Linked DNA regions of Gossypium arboreum: region 1 is linked to region 2. Evidence: chromatin contacts called from public Hi-C data. All regions are on one chromosome and are shown on one strand. The core of a region is the stretch at or near the end of the contact, and the rest is flanking DNA. Distances in the headings are between cores, read along the strand shown.

Region 1 (7,042 bases), core at 3,023-5,522, 99 kb after region 2:
AATGACCTTAATAATATAACTCACCTAGATGTGGCGATTTCTTTAAGAATCATTAGAAAAATTGATGTTATTTTGACATTTTTTTTAAGTATATTTTGTTTTCTTGCATAAAAAATAATTTATATATTTAATAAATATTTGTAATGTTTCTCATATTATATTTTGCTTGTTTTTATGAAGAATATGAATATTCAACAAAATTTCGATAGACCCAAAATCAATGAAGACATGTGTCTTGCAGATAGTGCTACAACACATACGATACTCAAAGATAAAAATATTTTTCTCATTTGACAATGAATAATGCCCATGTTAATACAATATCGGGTAGTTCAAAACTTATTGAAGGCTCGAAGAGCTATTATATTATTACCTAAAGGTACAAAATTTATCATTGATGATGCTTTATATTCCACCAAGTCTCAAAGAAATTTATTGAGTTTTAAAGATATTCGTCTTAATGGATATCATATTGAGACTATGAATGAGAAAAATGTTGAATATCTATATATTACAAATTTTGAATGTGGAAAGAAATATATTTTGGAAAGGCTACCGCTTTTCATCAGTTTATATTATGCACATATTAGTGCAATTGAATCATATGTTACTACAAACCAGAAGTTTGGAGAACCACATACGTTTACTATTTGGCATGACCGATTAGGCCATCCTAGATCTATTATGATGCGAAAAATCATCGAGAATTCAATTGGACACCCATTAAAGAACCAAAAGATTCTTGAATTCAAGGATTTATCTTGTGTCGCTTGTTCTCAAGGAAAATTGATTATTAGACCATCACCAGATAAGGTTGGGATTGAATCTCCAACATTTCTGGAACGTATTCAAGGTGATATATGTGGGCCCATTCATCCACCATGTGGACCATTCAGATATTTTATGGTATTAATAGATGCATCTAGTAGGTGGTCACATGTATGCTTATTATCGACTCGCAACCTGACGTTTGCGAGACTACTTGCTCAAATAATTCGATTAAGAGCACAATTTCCAGATTATGCAATCAAAACTATTTGTTTTGATAATGCTAGCGAGTTTACATCCCAAGCTTTTAATGATTATTGTATGTCAATTGGGATAAAAGTTGAACATCCTGTAGCTCATGTTCATACACAAAATGGTTTAGCTGAATCATTTATCAAACGCCTCTAACTAATAGCTCGGCCATTACTTATGAGAACAAAACTCCCTGTTACAGCTTGGGGATATGCTATTTTGCATGCAGCAGCACTTGTGTGCTTAAGGCTAACAAGTTATAATAAGTACTCCCCATTACAATTGGCTTTTGGTCAGGAGCCAAATATTTCCCATCTTAGAATTTTTGGATGTGCAGTATATGTTCCAATTGCTCCACCACAACGCACAAAGATGGGTCCTCAAAGGAGGTTGGGAATATATGTTGGTTATGAATCTCCTTCTATAATTAAATATGTTGAACCATTAACTGGAGATTTATTTACTGCAAGATTTATTGATTGTCATTTTGATGAGACAACATTCCCAATATTAGGGGGAGAAAAAATACAACTGGTCAAAGAAATTACATGGAATGGATCATCATTATCTTATTTAGATCCTCGTACAAGTCAATGTGAACAAGAAGTTCAAAGGATTATACATTTGCTAAACATTGCCAATCAACTGCCAGATTCATTTACTGACCTAAAGAGAATTACAAAATCTCACATACCAGCTGAAAATGCTCCAATACGAATTGATATCCCAATAAGGAAAATTGTTAGTGCAAAAGAAAGTAATCCACACTTGAAGCGTGGAAGGCCAATTGGTTCCAAAAATAAAAATCCTTGTAAAAGGAAAGGATCAATTATTCAAGATGGTAATATTGTGGAGGCAAGTGCCTCAGAAGAGTCCAAAGATATAACTAATCAAAAAACCCTAGAAGAGGTTCAGGTACCTGAAAATGGTGATAACGAAGAAATCTCAATAAGTTATGTTACTTCAGGAAAAAGATGGAACCGAAAAAATATAGTTGCCGACAACAATTTTGCTTATAATGTTGCTATTGAAATAGCAAAAGAAAATGAGGATCCTGAGCCTAAATCTATTGAGGAATGTAGAAATAGAAAAGATTGGCCAAAATGGAAAGATGCAATTTAAGTAGAATTAAATTCACTTTCTAAACATGAGGTTTTTGGACCTATAGTCCAAACACCTAAATATGTAAAGCCAGTAGGATATAAATGGATATTTGTGCGAAAACGAAATGAGAAAAATGAAGTCGTAACATATAAATCACGACTTGTAGCACAAGGATTTTCGCAAAGGCCCGGCATTGATTATGAAGAGACATATTCTCCTGTGGTGGATGCAATCACGTTTAGATACCTTATTAGTTTAGCAGTACGTGAAAAACTTGACATACGTCTAATGGATGTTGTTACAGCCTATTTGTATAGTACACTTGATAGTGAAATTTATATGAAAATCCCAGAAGGATTTAAAATCCCTGAAGGATATAGAGTTTCCCGGGAAAATTGCTCAATCAGATTAAAGAAAAGTTTATATGGATTAAAACAATCTCGGCGTATGTGGTACAATTGTCTTAGTGAATATTTGTTAAAAGAAGGTTATAAAAACGATCCAATCTGCCCATGTGTTTTTTATAAAAAGGTCTGAATCAAACTTTATGATAATTGCTATTTATGTTGATGATCTAAATATTATTGGAACTCCTGAAGAGCTTCAAAATGCAGTAAATTATTTAAAGAAAGAATTTGAGATGAAAGATCTCGGAAAAACAAAATTTTGTCTTGGCCTGCAGATCGAGCATTTAAAAGATGGAATTCATGTCCATAAGTCAACTTATACGAAAAAGATCTTAAATAAATTTTATATGGATAAAGCACATCCATTGAGTAACCCGATGGTTGTACGATCGTTAGATATTAATAAAGATCAATTTCGTCCTTGTGAGAATGATGAAAAGTTTCTTAGTCCTAAAGTACCATATCTAAGTGCCATAGGAGCATTGATGTATCTTGCAAATAACACAAGACCTGATATAGCTTTTGCTATAAACTTGTTAGCAAGATTTAGTTCTTCTCCAACACGCAGACATTGGAATGGAATTAAACATGTATTTAGATATCTTAGAGGGACCATTGATATTGGGTTATTTTATTCAAATGATTCAAAATCCCTATTAGTTGGTTATGCTGATGCTGGATATTTATCGGATCCACATAAAAGTCGATCTCAAACGGGATATTTATTTACATGTGGAGGTACTGCCATATCATGGCGTTCGACAAAGCAAACATTAGCTGCTGCCTCTTCAAATCATGATGAAATAATTGCAATGCATGAGGCAAGCCGAGAGTGTGTTTGGCTAAGGTTATTAATCCAACATATCCAGAAGATATGTAATTTGCCTTTACAGGAAAATATGCCAACTATCTTATACGAAGATAATGCAGCATGTATAGCTCAATTAAAAGGTGGTTATATCAAAGGTGACAGAACGAAACATATTTCACCAAAATTATTCTTCACTTATGATCTTGAGAAGAAATGTGACATAGAAGTTCAACAAATTCGTTCTAGTGATAATTTAGCAGATCTTTTTACCAAGGCATTGCCAACTTTAACATTTGAAAGACTACGAAACAAGATTGGAATGCGTCGACTCAAAGATATAATGTGATGTCGCCATTAGGGGGAGTCTAAAACATGTTGTACTTTTTTCCTTTAATCAATGTTTTGTCCCACTGAGTTGTCCTATTAAAAGTTTTTAACGAGGCAACTTGTAATAGGAGATTATGTACGAGGCAACTTGTAATAGGAGATTGTGTACTCTTTCTCCTTCATTAGGTTTTTATCCCACAGAGTTTTTCCTAATAAAGATTTTAATGAGGCGCATTCTTATTTAAAAGACATCCAAGGGGGAGTGTTGTAAATTAAATGGGTGTCATAACCCCCTTTAAGCATATTAAAGTAATGAGATAAAACTCTTTACTTAATTTATAATCAAGAGATTATTAAATAGAGTAATTAAAAAACTTTAATTCATTAAATGTAATACCTTTATTAATTGAATGTAAATAAACTTATAAATAACACATTATAAATAAAAATAAAATAATAAAATTCTCTCGTATTTTCATCCTTTTATTAATTTTTCTATAACAGCCGTCTTATTTATTCTCCCATTCTATAACACGTATTTATGATAAAAATTTAAAATATCTCGAATATTTATTAACTCTTAAAAGGCTTATTTAAGAACTGGTTGTATATAATTTATAGATAAATTTAAAGTTATATTCTAAAAACTTCACCCTTTTTATTTATTTATTCATTTTCACTTTAGGGTTTCAAGTTTCGCTCTTAACCTTCATCTCTTTAGGGCTCAAATTCTCCCCTAATTAATCATTGAATTCTATTTCATTCAAAACCAAGACAAAGGCGTGGTTTTCCCTGATTGTAAATTCTAGGGTTTTACATTTATCCGAAGCGTGGATTCCTTTGTTTTCGTTTTCTAGGGTTTCGATAAGCTGTTGTTAAGATGCAACGAATAATCGGATCAGGAATCGTCTGATCTTGTGGTGGTGACCGTCCGATAATCAGGGGCGTTGGTCCCCTTTGTATGGAAACTCGGAGCCGGAAGCGGGCGGAGGCCTCCTCAGCTGCCCCTTCATCTTCTCCCTCCGGTCCCACCACTCGCTCTCATAAACGCGTTCGTCTCTCTTCCTCCTCTGCCGCTACCGCCGCCACTGTCGCTGTTACTCGCTCCCGTACTTCCCGCACATCACGTACTTCCGCTGCCTTAATGGACCCCAGTACAATCGAATCTTCTTCCGGTTCCCGCCGTGATCGCCGTTCCAGCAAAGCTAACCAAACCACGACAAGTGACAATCCGAATCTTGCCTCTGATAGAGGAAAGGAAAAGGAACATGATCCTAGGATTCGCGATAGAGATAGAGACAGGGACAATAGAGACAACAACAATTCTAATCATCCTGAGAGAAATTTAGGATTAAATATGGATACCTCTGGAGGCGATGAGGATGATAATGATAGCGAAGGCGGTGTAGGGATTTTGCACCAGAATCTGACGTCAGCGAGCAGCGCGTTACAAGGCTTGTTGAGGAAGCTTGGTGCTGGACTTGATGATTTGCTTCCCTCATCGGCAATGGGTTCCGGGTCTTCATCTCATCAAAGTGGGAGGTTAAAAAAGGTTCTGTCTGGATTGCGTGCTGATGGAGAGGAAGGGAGGCAAGTGGAGGCGCTGACCCAGCTGTGTGAAATGCTTTCAATTGGTACTGAGGAATCGTTGAGCACGTTTTCTGTTGATTCCTTTGTTCCCGTGCTCGTTGGATTGCTTAATCACGAGAGTAATCCTGATATCATGATTCTTGCTGCAAGGGCGCTTACTCATTTGTGTGATGTGTTGCCTTCTTCATGTGCTGCTGTTGTGCATTATGGTGCTGTTTCATGTTTTTGTGCTAGGTTGCTCACTATAGAGTATATGGACTTGGCTGAACAGGTTGGCATTTTGGTTACTTCCTAAATAATTGATTGTTAGAAAATGAAATTGATCAAATATGTGGTTAAACTTAAACACCCTTGAGCTGATTGAGCGACATCTTTTATTTCATTATGAACTAGGGTGAACTGCAACTAGCTAATTCTACTAGAAGTTGGCCCCCCAACTGATAAACATGGGATGGTTGAGCATTTTCCTGAAAGCCTATTTGACTTAAAATTTGCTTGTTTCTAACTAACTGTTAAAAATTAATGTTGTGGGTATTCTTTATTGTTCTTAGTTATGGAGTTGAATTAGAAAGTTGAAAAACTGTAGATTTGGTCCCCTCCACATTCTTATCTTTCTGGTTGAATTGCTGCAACAGTCTCTACAAGCTCTGAAGAAGATATCTCAAGAACACCCAACTGCCTGTCTGCGAGCTGGTGCTCTCATGGCAGTGCTTTCATACTTGGATTTCTTCTCCACTGGGGTTCAGGTAATTAATTTGTGAACATTTTGAGTGTTAATCAACATCTATGGAGTGGAGAATTTTCTTGCTATTTAGATTCTTATTTTGTTTGTTTCCTATATTTGATCCCATATTCCAGCGAGTGGCACTATCTACTGCTGCAAATATGTGCAAGAAACTCCCTTCAGATGCAGCTGATTATGTCATGGAAGCTGTACCACTATTAACAAATCTTTTGCAGTATCATGATTCGAAGGTAACCTGAACATCATATTAGTGATGAGTCATTTGTTGTCAATTATGATTCATCCTGAACAGTTAGCTATCTTTCTAGGTGCTGGAGCATGCATCTGTTTGTTTAACGCGCATTGCTGAAGCCTTTGCATCTTCCCCGGATAAATTAGATGAGCTTTGCAATTATGGACTGGTTACTCAGGCTGCATCTCTCATTTCCATAAGTAATTCTGGAGGTGGACAGGCATCATTGAGCACACCAACATATACGGTGAATTGATGGTGCTCCTTTGTTTATCTATTTGAATGCATTTTATGTACCATTTCATGACATTTTGGTTTTTGAATTCAGGGCTTAATTCGGCTGCTCTCAACTTGTGCAAGTGGGTCTCCCTTGGGAGCAAAAACTTTACTTCTGCTTGGGATCAGTGGCATACTTAAAGATATACTATCAGGTTCTGGTGTTTCGGCTAACTCATCTGTTTCACCCGCATTAAGCAAGCCGGCAGAGCAGGTAACAATTTTAATTCAAGCTGAAGAGCTGGTAGTTATTATTGCTAGCTGTTTATTTAACTGTTTACACGTGTGCGATGCTATATTAATACAAGTGGAGCTGAGGAAATGGTATAACCTTTAAAGACACACAGTATCAACTCCAAGCTTTACTATCAATTTTTGTGAACATTGCATGTCAGTTGTTTTTTTTGTTTTGTGGTATCTGTTTTTAGTTAAGGCTGAAGAGATTGTAGTCTTCATTGCATGTTGTTTATATATACCTTTGTACATATGATACGTGTAAGGTTTGAATGTTATATTATTACTAGCAGTGA
Region 2 (7,384 bases), core at 3,493-5,992:
ACAACTCAATAAGGGTTCTATCTTCTCTTCCTATAAATAGATGGCACTAGTAGAGCTATGAACACAACTTTGAGAGATTGTTATTCTGCCAAAAAATAGAGAGGAATTTTTATCAACTATTACATATATTGTTTTTAAAATAACAATTCTATCGGTTTCTATTAAAAAGTGAGAATTGTTGTTTTCACCCCAAAAGGAGAGAAAACTTTTTCAAGTTTTGTGTTTCGATTCAATTGGTTTGAGTTCACACTCGAAGCAGTTCGTGGTACAAGAATAGCAGATAACATCATTTGGTTGAAAGTCGGGAACAGTTTAACGCCAACTAGGCTAAAACACATGTACAAATTCGATTAAGGTTTATTGTTATAAATAACACAAACTGGGTTGGTTTTCAAAATTTTAATTTTTCGTTGTGGAAGAAAACTGTTTTTAAACCAGGATTTTTCCATCAATAGAGTGTCAGGTTGTGCTATATTTATGGTGTAAACCAAGATCAAATCTCTCTCTTCATCTTGTTTGATTAATATTTGATAAAATAGGACATTCTTATAATTATTCGCATGTTTAAAGGAATGTATGTGAATGAATGCAATATTATATATATATTTTATATAATTATTATTTTTTGCTAAGGTTGTAATTCTTAGGAAATAGACCGTAGACTATCATCTCCACGTATGATTAATTTTTATTTATAAAATTCTTGTGAGCTAGAAACGAACATAGGATATAAATGTAATTTTCCAAAAAAATAGTCCATGACAAGGAGAAGATAGAGCGATGGTGGTCGAAGACATAAGGAATGCCTTATGGCAAAAAACTTTTTTTTTTCATTTATTTTCTAGAAATAGGACCATAGAAACCTTAGTTGACATTTTTATTTTATTACCCATCTCTTTATATATCTGTTTAATAATTATTTATGATATGATTGTGATATATATGTATGAGATGATCTACAGTTTATCTATTAAAGGTAAGAAGTGTGGTAATGAGAAAATACATGTGTTGTATTGTTCCATTCACTTCTTTAGGCTATTCAATTACTGTGAGAAGTTTGGGAATGATAAGGTGTTTGTCTAGGATTGGATCTGGCAATGAAAAGCTTGGTTTTTAAGTGATCAAATATGTCTCACCTCCCTTTCCTGGAAACCTATCTAGTGCACGGTTCATATTCACTTTTTCGATATTTCCCTTAAAAGAAAATTTGTGGAGAAACAAAATTGTTTGATTGACTCTTGTGAATAATTGAATGTGAATATTATAAAATTGTCATAGAATGCCATGCATATATGAGATAAGCATGCCATATAGTTTAGGAAAGAATGTCACATGTACTTTTCATGCATATATTGATCATACATGATTGAAACCGAAAATTATAAAAACCATGCATGTTTTTTTAAAATATTGAGTGGGAGAAAGTCCTTAAATAAGATCTACGGCCTCCATCAATGGTCTTTTTGATGGCATGACAAGTGCACTGCCCACGGTAGGATTGCCATGTGGATTTCACTAAAGAAATTTCCTGAAAGCAATAAGAATTCTCTTATGATCAAATGATAATTGGACTGACCCTTATGGTAGGCATTATCATACAATAGGTTAAGAAATTATATCTTCAAAAGAGGATAAGTCAAAGCATGCTACTCGATGAGATTATCCTACGATGACTCATTTGTGGTACATGATGTGATAGGTGTTGAGCTGATACTTATACATTCAAGATCTTCTAGTTAAGTAACTTACCACGAAGCTCTACTTAAGTTAGAATGATAACAAAATGTTACACGATTATTAGTACGTATGAATGCTTAAGGAATTAGGTTTATGTACTAATTAGATGTAAATCCATGTTCTTACTAGTTGATCATGGTCACCCCACGGTGGCTTGATTCAATGGGTGTTGGAATTATCGTTGCAACGGTTTACAAATATTTTCAAAGTTTAATGTAAGATACATGCATCATCTTAAAGCATATGATAATGTTGCAAAACGTCTTCAAACATTTTCTTAATACAAAGATATCAATATATGGATGTTTTTATTTTTAGTTTGAAAATGACACCAACTCCCTTACTGAACATACTCACTGAAAACAAACTGAACATAAACAACTATAAGGAATTGAAAAGGAACCTAATAATGTCCTGAGATGTGAGAAACTTAAAATAGTTCTTGATACTAAGTGCCATCTGGCCACTCAAGCCAAGGCTAGAAAACGTTGGGAAGAGTCTGATGAGATAGCTCATTGTTATATGCTGGCAAGCATAACCAACAATCTATATAAGCAACTGGAGAGTTGTAAAAAAAGTTGAATGGTATCGTCAAAAGCTAATTCCACAGACTGGGCTCCTACAAATACGACCTCAACTTCCGTATTGCAAATTTGATCATCGTAGTAAATAACGAATTTCAGTTGTCAACTCATTTCAATTTAAAACGAAATAGATATTTAGAACCAAAAAAATATTTAGATGGTTATCCAAAGAAATACAGACGACACTTGCAGTGCAACTCTTCAATATTTCATACGAATTTGCTATGTGTCTAAGTTCTGATACTTCGGTACTTTAATAGCAAACTAGAACAAGGAAAGAGTTAATCCACGCTTCAAAATGCATTTCAGAAATACATACTTTTATCGAATAATAATGAAACACTCTTTTGTGCTCGAAAACGTGTTTCAGAAATCAACTAATTTCATCAGACACATGCTTCAAAGGGTATTCACTTCTTTAGAACATGCTTCAAATCTTACCCGAGATTCCCAGGGTTAAAGCACTTTTGGTAGACTTCTAGTGAAAATGGTAAGAAAGCTCATCTAGCTGGGCAAGCTTTCCTACTGATGTGGCAAAAAAGCACGCCAAGCTGGATGTGGTTTCCATTAAATACATGAAAAGCACATTAAGCTAGGCGCTCTTTCCTGCCATGTTAATAAGAAAGCTCGCCCAGCTAGACGAGCTTTTTACCATTTCCATTAAAATTCTACCAAAAGTGCTCTAACCTCAAGAATCCCGAGTAAGATTTGAAGCACGCTTTTTAGATATTCGATGAAAAAGCCTCTCCTATGATGCATTTTCAACCACCAGGTTTTTTTCCTTTGTAATCTCACCCCTGTACCTATAAAAGCATGGCTCTCCCTCTAAACTTTATTATCCCTAAACCATCATCTCTTCTGGCCTTCATCCCTCCACTTTAAAATATTTCTGTCTCGATTTTCTTTCCTATTTCAGTGTTAAAAATTTTTTTCGTTAATAAAATTTTTGGTTTGAGGTATTCTTGAGTCATCAGTGATGTAATATCGCTCTGAGAACACATATTTCATATATCCTGTCAAGATGTGACCATTACCTCAAAAACCCATCCTGTGGACGTTGGGTTATGGGGTGATTTTGCTTTATACGGTCACAGGTGGAAGTCTACATAGAGGTATCGATCAACATCCATTATGAGGTCATGGATAGGAGTATAACAAGGGAGCTAGTTACAATTGTTATACGGACATAAGCTCGAACTTTTCGGATACTCGAAGATGTTGACTTATAAATATCATACAGAAGTTTGAACGAATAATCATAGGGAAAAATTGTGGGGCTTTCCGCTATAATCGACATAATTTTTTTCTCTATTTCCCATAACTGGTATCTTTAACCTTCTTTCTTATCTCAAGGTTGACAATGCTGTTGACGAGGAGGACTCTCAAGCGAGCAATGGCTGTTGCGATGCAGTAAAAGTGATGCTCTTTTTGGGGTGACAACGATTTTCGTTATTAAACAACTCATTAATAAATAGAACTGTCGCCGCACCAACCCTAGTTTAACCTCTATTGTGCCGGAACATCCGCTTACTGCCTGAGAATCCTCTTGTATTCACCTCAGTGTCAGCCTTCAGATAAGAAAGAAAAGTTAAAGATACCGACTACTTATGATTACACTGGAAAGCCCTTCGTTTTTCCCTATGATTATGACCTCAACTTATGTATGATATATATAAGGTATCATTTGCGGGTATCCAAAAAGCTTGAACTCATGACCACATAACGACCATCAATTGGACCTTGGTTATACTCGAACCTGTGACTCCATTACGGCTGCTGATTGGGACCTTCACTTAGACTTCGACCTCTAACCGTATCAAGCACTATCACCTCGAAACCTAACTTTCATAATATGAGTTTCTGAGGTGATAATCCTATCCCGACATGATATATGAAACATATGTATTCTGAGACGTGTTATCGCATACCAACCCCTCAAATCTACCTATAAACTTTCACGATTTCACTTTTAAAACCCTAAACCCTAATTACTAATAAAACCCTAATCCTAACTCTAACCCTAACCCTAAGCCTAAACCTAAAAAAATTAAAAAAGAGTCTAAAGAGAGATAATGAAAGCGCGTCTGATTAGGCGCAATTTCACTCAATCTCTTCAAAATTGACTTATTTCTTTAAATTAAAAAAAACCTATTTAATAAATTAAAAAACAAAATTAGCATATATGCACAATTTAGCATTGATAAACCTGCGTATACCCTACCCTACATGCATTAATTGTTTGGTGCCTCACTTGTGTCAATCAGACGGCGCTTATCATCATCACAATCAGTTAGGTTGTTGGCTCTTTTAGCAATTCTTTTTAAATACATAGATTAAAGGCCTAAGAACGGATCTACCAAAATCAACAACTGAAGTGAAACACTGTCATCCTTAATTCATTCACGCACTCATCATTAAAAGCTCAAATTTAACAAATGTCAAGTATGAAACTTCAGCATCTATATTTATTCTTATTTATCAGATTAAAGTTTCATTTTTGTAGTTATAAAGATTGGGATTTTATAATTACGTGATTGGTTACTTGCGATCCTAAATGTGGGTTAAGGTTGCAATAATTGGAGTGGGCTGACAAGCAAGCCAGCGCAGCAGCACCTGGATGTCATGTGCTTGGGTGGAGGAACAAAAAGAGAGCTGTCCTAAATAGATAGATGGAAAAGCTGAAGATGACATTACCTACCTACCAACCTACCTCTTAAATCTTTTGGCTGCATGTGGGACTGCTTTAACCTTAGCGGAAGGTCAGTTTCAGACATCCAAATCCCCATCCTCTCTCCTCGACACAAACTCACCTTACCTGACCTCAATTTTTCTTATCATTTATTTCTGGTATGCATTATCCATGGGGCACTTGATTCGGACCTTGTTTTAAAAGTTTTTGTTCCTACGGGCGTCAAAATAAAGTGTCTGTAACATATACGTCATGGGACTGTAGATCCATGTGCTTATTATTTTCTTCCAACTCTTGAATTTTCATCGTCTACGGATATTACCAATATGTTTCGATCTGTAAGAGGGGATATCATGTTAGAGAAAGCTAGTGAGACGATCAGACCAAGCTCGACTATTTGATTAGAGAATAATGCATGTTTTGTTCTAGAGAGACCAAGTAACCTTAGCTTAGGTACCTCATAAAAGTAGCTGCGAATAACTGGATCACCACGGCAGCAGCCCCAGAGACCTGTGCCACTATTACAATTAGAATAGGTAGGGCCAACAAGTTCAAAACGTTCCTTACGTTATTCTGCATAATCACTAAAGAAACCATTGCATCCTCATCCTGTCTACCATGCATCAGACAAAAGATTGGCCAAACTTCTAAGAAAAATCACACGAAAAAAGATGAAGTTCAAAGGAAATAGAATGATAATAAATCAATGATAGCTTAATTGAAGATAACATCATGAGAGAAAAATAGATGACGCCAACCAACAACTTCAATCAATTTAACCATGTACCAATCTAGGAGTTAGGTATTTACTAGTCTAGGAATCATAGCAGAATAGATTTATTTGCACAATGCTTCGGTCCAAGATTGATTAAATCAGCTAAAGATTGGTTGGCATTAGACAATGTTTTCATCCAAATAGATTATGATCATACATAAGCACCATATAGACTCAACAAAGTACTGATTTAGAAGCAGCATAGGCTGGTGTCACGGTCACCCAAAGGTGTGGAGCAAGCCACCCCAAGTACAGGTGGAGGCCCTAAGGTGCGAATGGTGGCCAACAAGGGCCTAGGGAGGCCCCCTTAGCTGCAACAGGCCCAAAAAAGTGCACATGTGAGAAGAATGGGTCTGGGGTACCAAAAATCCGGAAGCTCAAGGAAGAGATCCAAACCTTGTGGAATAAAGTAGAACCTTTTGAAAGAGTTGTATAAAATATTCTAAAAATAAGTTCTTGATTATCTATTGTATTTGATCGTGACAGTTGGATCAAAGGGGTTTGGCCTATATAAAGGAAGGCACCCCTCCATTTATAACATAAGTTAACTTATTGAATAATAACAATTCCAGATTATCCCAACTCCCTTTTGTTCTCATTTGATGTGGGTGTGCTTCTCTAGGCCTAGAGCTTTGTTAAGGGACTCTCCGAAGCAAGGATCGAAGGTTGACTTAGGCATTGTTGGTGAAAGACTAGTGCCTAAGGTTGCATATTGGCAGAGTTAGAGTCTCGACCTATGACAAATGATATCAGAGTTAGCAGTTAGCTCTTGTGGTGAGTGAGAGATGACTACAAATCAGATAAGAGGAGCAAGCAAGGGGAAAGGGTGGTGGAGACTCGAGTGACAATGAAGAGCAAGAAAGGAGGCTCATGAGGGAGCTCAAAGGACTTTGTGGCGATCATGGAGACCTGAATGATCGATGTTGAGTCTGTAGTGAGTGATGTCCCAACTTGACTGGAGGACATTAAGGATTCCCTTGATGAGTTAAAGTCCGACATAGCGAAGTCCTAGGAGGAGATGAAGGTGTAGTTAAGAGAGGAGATGCAAGGGGCTATGAAGGAGGCCTTAGGAGACCTTACCGGAAGGAATGAGGCCCTTGTAGTGTAACCTGTTAAGAGAGGAGCTGGAGGTGCAACTAAGAGAGGAGCTGCAAGGGGATATGTGGCGCATCATTTTGCCAGACCAAGGACCAATCCGCACTACCATCAAGACATTTAAACACTTTAATCTATTTAAAAGTTGCAGAAGCGGATCGGAGGACCACATCCACATTAACCTATCTTTCGAAGCACTATAAGAGGGTAGAAAAACACCAACTATCCGAGCGGCGATATGATGAGTGAGCACTTGTTCAAGCGTTTCCCACGACCACTCACCTTCACAGGTAACCGGGTGCCGAACCAGAGTGCTGTCTTCTAAAGGAGCACCACAGTATAGAACTGCTTCAGCGGGCCAACATCGTCAAGCCATGAATCATTCCACAAGTTGACAAAACGTCCATTACCTATCGACCACTTAATGCCCGTAATACCCCCCCCCCCCCCAAAACAAAAAAAAAGCGTGTGAAATTGATCACCTAACATACTAACAACTGCTCC

The links. A called contact is a pair of places that touch in the nucleus more often than the background predicts.
Region 1: a contact with region 2 is called in a Hi-C map of leaf, with 1.6 times the contacts expected there. The contact joins the promoter of LOC108479247 here to the enhancer-like site in region 2. A contact is called at or near these places in 2 of 5 Hi-C or Micro-C datasets (both in leaf).

Annotation. Positions count from the first base shown.
Region 1 is chr12:5,897,805-5,904,846 of ASM2569848v2, forward strand. It overlaps LOC108479247 (E3 ubiquitin-protein ligase UPL3-like), which reads left to right and starts at 4,273. Exons shown (of 17, transcript XM_017781724.2): 1 at 4,273-5,530; 2 at 5,895-6,005; 3 at 6,118-6,234; 4 at 6,313-6,483; 5 at 6,565-6,726. The coding sequence starts at 4,631.
Region 2 is chr12:5,797,914-5,805,297 of ASM2569848v2, forward strand. No RefSeq gene overlaps it. Among protein-coding and RNA genes, the nearest start is that of LOC128285789, 66 kb to the right of the region's middle. Within about 2 kb of position 4,743, at least 2 of the 2 cell types and tissues checked have an H3K27ac peak or open chromatin away from gene starts, as enhancers often do. A contact at or near this core is called in leaf, where this site is marked.